2 separate regions of the Mus musculus genome follow, and region 1 is linked to region 2. A link is a contact called in public HiCAR-type data. All regions are on one chromosome and are shown on one strand. Each heading gives the region's core, a stretch centred on a gene start, on an enhancer-like site or on the middle of the called end of the contact. The rest is flanking DNA. Distances are from core to core; before and after follow the strand shown.

Region 1 (3,522 bases), core at 883-3,382, 260 kb before region 2:
CTGTCTGCCTGCTGCTTGTATTTGCTGCGTGCAAATTGTTCTTTTACTTTCCTCAGTACATGCTCAATAGAAAATTTTTCTCACTTGGAACTGAAGAGTGAGGCTATTGTGGAACTTTCTCAGCAACATATGGCATTTCTCTCCAAGGCACTGGGGGACCTTAGAATTACACTGTCCATCACGGCTGAACTGCAGCCCCTTTGTAGCCCACAGCATCCAGGGACCTGGGAGGTACCACTGTGGTTCTGAGAGCCTGACACACAAGGGGATGGATGCCCAGGTATGTTCAGAAACACGGTGTGTGTGTGGGGGGGGGGGTGAAGAGGGAGCCCAATCCAGAACAAGTTTGAGTTTGAACTCCTTGGCCTCAGTCAAGGTGACAGCAGCCCCTGCCTCCCCCTGATTTTGGAGACCTTGCAGAAGTGGCATGAGGGTACACTGTCCTATCCTCTCTTGCTTCATGCTCTGGAGAGTTCTTGATGGCTGAAAATATACAGTCTGGAGCAAGGGAATGCAAGAGTTCTTTTTGCTAGCCTACCACAGGCAGTTCTGCTAGGCTCCTCCTGGAACCTAGCAAAGGCTTACGTCATCACCTGCCTGCTACCAGGTGCAGGTGGCCTGGCAGGGCTACCCCAGTTCTCTCTCTCTCTCTCTCTCTCTCTCTCTCTCTCTCCTCTCCCTCCCTCTCCCCTTCTCCCTCCCTTCCCTTCTCCATTTCTCTCTACTCCCATGTGTTCCTGGCTGGCTTATCTCTCCTTTCTGTCCTCCTCTGCCCCCCTTCTCTGCCCCCATGGCTCTACTCCTGTCTTTCTCCTTCTAACCTTTCTCCATGTCCTCACTCCCCTCTGTTCCCCCAGATAAACCTCCTTACACCAGGTCTGTAGTGTGGTGTGATTTTTTTTCCAGGGGCCACCCCTCACGAGCACAGCATTAGATTCTATAACACTCTCATAGTGTGGATACCCTCAGCCACAATCCCTCACTCCAAGACCAAAATCTATAGACCGAATGAACACATCTCCACCCCAGGTCTGTCTCCCACCTGCAGTCACTCTCGCTAGACTGCATCATAGGAGGGCTTCACAGATGGTATTGTCTCTCCCAGTTTATCCCAGTATGGAACTGACCATGAGGAACAACTGTCAGAGGAAGGGGCTAAGACTCACATAAACTATGCTCACAAAATTCAGCGTGTAAGGTAAGTTGGCCATCTATCAAGAGGGCAGGCAGGAGTAAAAGGTAGCACAGGCTTTCGGTGAAGCCCTAGGCAATAATAGAAAGACATGCTTCTGTATTACCTCCCCTAGGAAAATCTCAAAATTCAATGTGACTAGGGAGACATGACCATCTACAAGGCACAAAAGTCAATGTTTCCTATTAGGATACTAATGGGAAAATGGTGGACTATTGAACAAGATGGTGTGTGTGTGTGTGTGTGTGTGTGCGCGCGCGCGCGCGCGCGCGCGTGTAGAACACTGAGGGGAACTGTAATGTTTCTGCTTTGTTTTTGAAAGACGTTTCCAAGGATGGGGATTCAGCTCAGTGGTGGCATGCTTGCAAGCATGAGGCCCTGGGTTTAACCTTCAACATTGTGCACGGAGGGCTATGGCACTCAGAGCAAGTAACCCCAGCACACCCGGGGTGGCAACCGAAGGATGAGAGGGTCGTAGTCATCCTTGGCTACATTGTGGGTTCAGAGCCAGTATTGAATTCCCACAATCCACCACGGGGAATGTAGAGGCAGGAGAGGTTCAAGGTCATTTCTGGCTACTTTCTGAGTTTTCCAGACCAGTCTGGTTTACAGGAGACTGCCTCAAAAAAAAAAAAAAATAGTTTTCTTGTCAAGATCTGCTACCATGATCATACAGTTCATGCGAATGGTGTTCAAATCACAGGAAGAAAAATCAATCTCACTTAAAAAAAAAAAAAAGATACTGTCTCTGAGAGGCTCCGCGAGCGGCCTGGGTAGGAATCGTAAAGAAGATAATCTTTCCAAGACTATCTAATTTCCAAGCTAATCTTTCCAAGATTTCAGCTGGCAGAAGCCAAGCTCCTCGCTAATAGGCTGTTGAGAAAGGCGCAGGTGCGTCACTTCCGGAAGGCAAGGTCCCGGCCGCTGCTCCGAGAGCGAGCGGTCTCTATGGCAACCAGCAGGCCCTGGCCCAGTTGCCAGGTTCCCAGCGGCCGTCTAGCTGGCCGCGCCTGCACAAAGACCGCGCGGTGACCGCGCAGCGCAGCGCCGGGACCAGGTCAAGCCAGCCCCGCAGGAATTGCCACCCCCGCCGCCGCTGCCCGGAAAGCAGTTCCGGCGGCCTCCGTGACGTACAGGCCGGGCGCGGCCTCGACCCTCGGGCCATCTTGGCAGCGGAGGGAGCAGCGGAGCGACAGGTACATACGCCGCCCAGCCTGGGCCAGCCCAGGTGCCGACGCCTTTGTTCACGCGCGGGTGGTCGCATGGCACCGGTGGTCAGTGCCTGCATCCGCAGCCCGAGCTCCGGCAGGTGCATCCTGCAAAGTCTGGCAGGTCCGCGCATCTCGTAAGGCCTGGGCAGATCCAGCCTATGCATTCTACAAGGGCTATCCAGCTCGAGCATCCTTCAGGGCCTGGGCAGGTCCAGCCAGCGACCCACACTTTGATCCTGCGAAGCTTGCAGAAAGGAACTGCATCCAGGACAGGACCAGCGTCCTCAGGCTTGCTTCAGCATCCAAGGCCTTGCGCTCTGGTTCTCCAGGTACCTGTGGCTTAACTTTGGCCGCCAGCATGGTCCAACCTCGGACCTCCAAAACTGAAAGCCCAGCCTCTGCCCCTGGTGCCAGCGCTCAGATGGATGACGTAGTTGACACCCTGACCTCTCTGCGCCTCACCAACTCCGCGCTGAGGCGCGAGGCCTCCACACTGAGGGCGGAGAAGGCCAACCTCACCAACATGCTGGAGAGTGTGATGGCCGAACTAACTCTGCTGCGCACCCGAGCGCGCATCCCTGGCGCTCTACAGATTACTCCACCTATCTCTGCCATCACCTCCAATGGGACCCGACCCATGACCACGCCACCCACCTCACTGCCTGAACCCTTCTCAGGAGACCCTGGACAGTTGGCAGGGTTCCTGATGCAGATGGACAGGTTCATGATTTTTCAAGCCTCCCGCTTCCCCGGTGAAGCCGAGAGAGTGGCCTTCCTGGTATCCCGTCTGACTGGGGAGGCGGAGAAGTGGGCCATCCCCCACATGCAACCAGACAGCCCTTTGCGAAACAATTACCAGGGGTTTCTGGCTGAGCTCCGCAGAACCTACAAGTCCCCGCTGAGGCACTCAAGGCGAGCACAAATCCGGAAGACATCCGCGTCCAATAGGGCTGTGCGGGAGCGAGAGCGGGAGCGCCAGATGTTGTGTCGCCAACTGGCCGCAGCTGGCACAGGATCCTGCCCGGTGCATCCAGCCTCCAACGGGACCAATCCCGCACCAGCCTTGCCCTCTCGTGGCCGGAACCTTTAAGGACTTGCCACCACCCTGGTAGTCTGTGT
Region 2 (3,653 bases), core at 172-2,671:
CGGCTGGTCTCTGGCAGCACCCAAGTTCGCAGCCATGGACAAGAGGTTGGAAGAAAGAGGCTTGCCGTCTGAGCCAGGCTGGCTGGAGAGATGAGAAGAGGAAGGGCATTGCAGCCAGAGAACATGCAAAGAGAAACACAGGGAGCCAGAGTGGATTCAAGAGCAGGGTGGTCTGGGAGGGAGGCTGACAGGAGCTGAGTCCTTTAGTGCAGTGGCCTTCGTGCACAATGACCAGGGGTGTGAACGTCAGGTCAGAGTTTTAATTTAACACAGGCTCTGCTGGGAAGGCAAATGGGAGAGATTGGGTCTCAGCAAACTGAGCCTGGAACTAGGAGGGGGACTCCACCCTTGCCCACCCAATCCTGTCAGCACCAGAAAGGGCTCCTGAGTCGGGGGTGGGGAGGGGGAACCAGGGAGGAAGGGCCACTAGCTAGAGAAAAGGCAACTGGCAAAGGCGTTGCTATGGAGATCAGGCTCTAACCTCCCAGCTCCCAGGAGACTGGTTTCCAGGGAGAGAAAAACCAGCTTATACTTCAGGCAGGACAAGACGCTGGTGGGAAGAGGCTGGGTACCCACCCCTCAACCTGCTGGCCTTAGGGAAGAGTGACCAGAGAGGAGACGCTCCACCTTTGCACAGCACTCGAAGGCCAAGGAGGCTGAGGGAACGGGTTCAAGCAAGACTCAGCCTAGGAGACTCAGCCTGCTCAGGTCTTGGAACCTCCTCACGCCTGACAGTGGTGCAGGGAGGGCTGCTGAGATCATACAGGCTTGGGGTGAGCGGCTGCCTCCAGGATACTTGGAGATCCCTGAACAAAGGAAAAGGCATGGGTGTGCCTACAAGCATAGCACTTGCACCAGTGTTCCGGGTCAAGGGGAGCACACACACAAACCCTGAGGCTCCTGGGAGCAGGGCTGGCTCCAGGTTTGTCAGATGGTTCTAGACATAACGAAGACAACCAGAGGGTAGTAGGGCGGGTGCATGCTGGTTTGTGACTGGGGATCCCTGGTGAGTGACAGTTGAGCCAATGCAGGAGGGAACCCTGGGTAATTTAGCAGGAGGGTGTCTTAGGCCGAGAGTAGTGGAAGTGGGGGTGGAGGGGGGGCAGGGTTAGACCTGGACACTCAGGAGGTGAGAGATCAAGGCCACAGGGGATGTGATGTCTGGAGCATCCTGGACTGTGGACAGGAAACAGACGTGACAAGGGATGCTTTGACCTTCCTCAGCAAAGCTTGTGCTGAAGCCAGAAAGTAGATGCTGGGTGGGAACCAGTGTGACCAGACCCTGGCGGGGCAGTGAGGTCAGAAGTGACCAGAAATCCTGGGATAGCCATCTGCTGCTCCCCCAAGAGGATGCCTGGGAGCCCAGGGGCTCACTGCACCAAAACCAAGGCTGTCAGCCGCGTAACCAGGAGACCTCCTTGCGTCAGCAGAAGTGCGAGGCGGGGGCGGAACTAATTGCCTGTCACTAGCTAATAGCCTGTTTCATCTTACGCCAGAGCCTGCAAGAAGTGAAGTGAGTACAGCCTCAGAGGAGGTTTCTTGTGGCCTCAGATGTCCCCAGCACCGTGACTGAGTTCTGGTGCACCTGGCTCTCCCCTTGGGAGACACACCCTGTGTACCTGACCAGGTGTCCTTCCCAGCTGTCAGGGCTCCCAAGATACCAACCGAGCCCAGGATTGCCTCCCTCTCCCCACGCCCCCAGCCAAGCCAACTCTTTTCAAATCCTCTGAACCTGAAACAGAGCCAACCCAAACTCATAAGTTACCACGCCACACTCTCAGGTCCCCATTCGTCATCCTCCCGCCTCTGCGATCCCCAGGGGTTCAGAGCCTCTAAACTATACATATCTCTAAACTAGCCTGCACCTGGACCCCAAGCAGGGGTCCCACATGACCCATGCTTGCCACCCCACTTCCCCTGGGAACTTTCCCAGCAAGCATAACACCTGTCCATCAGAAGGGCTCAGGGGCTACATGGCCACAGCTTTCTCTCAAACTCAAGACCTTCCTGACTGTCAGAACTGCTGCGTGCTGCATGCTGCATGCTCATCCTTCAGCATGCTGCATGCTCATCCTTCAGCATGCTGCATGCTCATCCTTCAGCCCTTCTTTACAACCTCCAGGTCAGAGAAGGGCATTGGGTTTTGGAGGTGGCACTGGCCCCGCCCCCAAGGATTCCCCAGGGTCAGACATGTATCTGGAAATGAGCTGGGAGCTTCTATCTGGCTTCCATTTTTCCTCAGCCTTCTCCACTTCCTTCTGTTTTAAACTTCTGCCCACATCAGCCTCCCTCCCAGCCCGCGCAGGGAGCCAGAATCACCTCTGAGAATTTAAACAAAGCTGTAGGTTTTTGATCTCTTTGTCTGTCCTCTCTTGCCCAGGGGACAGGGTCAGGTGAGAGAGTAATTACCTTCTTTTCTCCCCTCCCACTCCCTCCCCTGCAGGTAAGCTAGAGATGTTCTCCAGGCTGGCCCCTCTGTCCCTACAAGCTCACTCCTCCTGCCCAAGTTCACAAGATCACACGCATGACCTTGAGAACCGCAGAGCTTTCTGTGTTGGATGGTGCATACCCAGGGATCTCACCTTGTCCCACCCCAAACCAGGGTACTTACCAAACCGGCCCATCATGATCCTGTGAACAAGAAGAAAGGGTCAGATGGACACTTAGACCAAGTCTCAGAGCCAACCAGACCCTAGCACTCAGCCCCCTTCCCCCCACCCCCCAATAGGAATGGATACACATACACACACCCTGCTCTAGCCTAACAAAAGTGAGGGACACGTGCAGGCGACTAATCAGCACAAGAGTGACAGCAAACTACCCTCATTCCCAACACAGTGACCACCCTGGTGTATCATTTAGAGAGGACATCATTTGCATCGTGGGAACTGGGAGCCTGTTGATTCTGGCAGCCACGCCCAGCAGATAGAGCAGCGTTGCTCAACCTGTGGGCTGAGATCCTTTTAGGGGATTAAATGACCGTTTCCCCAGGATCACATATCAGATATCCTGCATCTGACATTTATATTATGATTCATGATAGTAGCAAAATTACAATCTTGAAGTAGCAACGAAAAATAGTTTTATGGTTGGGGGGGTCACTACAACATGAGGAACTGTATTAAAGGGTCTCGGCATTAGTGTGGTTGAGAACCACTGAGATAGAGGGCTAATGTGGAAGGAGTCTGGAACTTCCGGCTTGAAAAGCCATTTGAATGCTTAACGATAAATGAGCATTTGTGAGAACTTGGAAAACAGGCTGGAAGAACCTGGCTGGTGAAGTTTCAGAGGGGATTTTTAAGAGGCCTTCAAATACTCTATGGGGCTATTTATGCAATATTTTTAAAGTAATCCGTGACTCTGGTCAGCTGGGACCGAAGGATCAGCTGTGATAAACAGGACACCAACACCATTAAGGTGAAATCTGGGAAAATGTCTCCTCAAGGCCACAGACGCTGTGTTCCAGAGGCTGCCTTGGGGGCTGGCATCTGGCCTTAGTAATATATAAGAGAGGCTACCTTGGTCCGTCAGACGCCAGCAAGCCCTCAGATGTACATATCACAGGACCAGGCACAGCAAGAACTGCCTGGCTGAGCCCATTCATAGCTGAGTGCGGGCTTGTGAGGAAAGGAAATGAACTTAGGGGTGATGTC

The links. HiCAR-type assays count read pairs that join an accessible place to other places.
Region 1: a HiCAR-type map of astrocytes shows a contact between it and region 2, with 4 times the contacts expected there. The contact joins the promoter of Rtl6 here to the enhancer-like site in region 2. A contact is called at or near these places in 6 of 39 promoter capture datasets (cranial neural crest, embryonic stem cells, neural stem cells and 3 more), 1 of 15 datasets of contacts at CTCF or cohesin (large pre-B cells), 1 of 484 Hi-C or Micro-C datasets (regulatory T cells), 13 of 115 datasets of contacts at active chromatin or transcription factors (the 230-238 cell line, astrocytes, cardiomyocytes and 8 more) and 3 of 9 other capture datasets (adipose tissue, embryonic stem cells and liver).

The regions. Positions count from the first base shown.
Region 1 is chr15:84,556,433-84,559,954 of GRCm38.p6, reverse strand. It overlaps Rtl6 (retrotransposon Gag like 6), which reads left to right and starts at 2,132. Exons shown (of 1, transcript NM_177630.4): 1 at 2,132-3,522. The coding sequence starts at 2,762. The coding sequence ends at 3,493.
Region 2 is chr15:84,296,944-84,300,596 of GRCm38.p6, reverse strand. Parvb (parvin, beta) reads right to left here. Exons shown (of 13, transcript NM_133167.3): 8 at 2,612-2,631. Among named protein-coding and RNA genes, the nearest start is that of Gm22890, 25 kb to the left of the region's middle. Within about 2 kb of position 1,421, at least 87 of the 459 cell types and tissues checked have an H3K27ac peak or open chromatin away from gene starts, as enhancers often do. A contact at or near this core is called in the 230-238 cell line and neural stem cells, where this site is marked.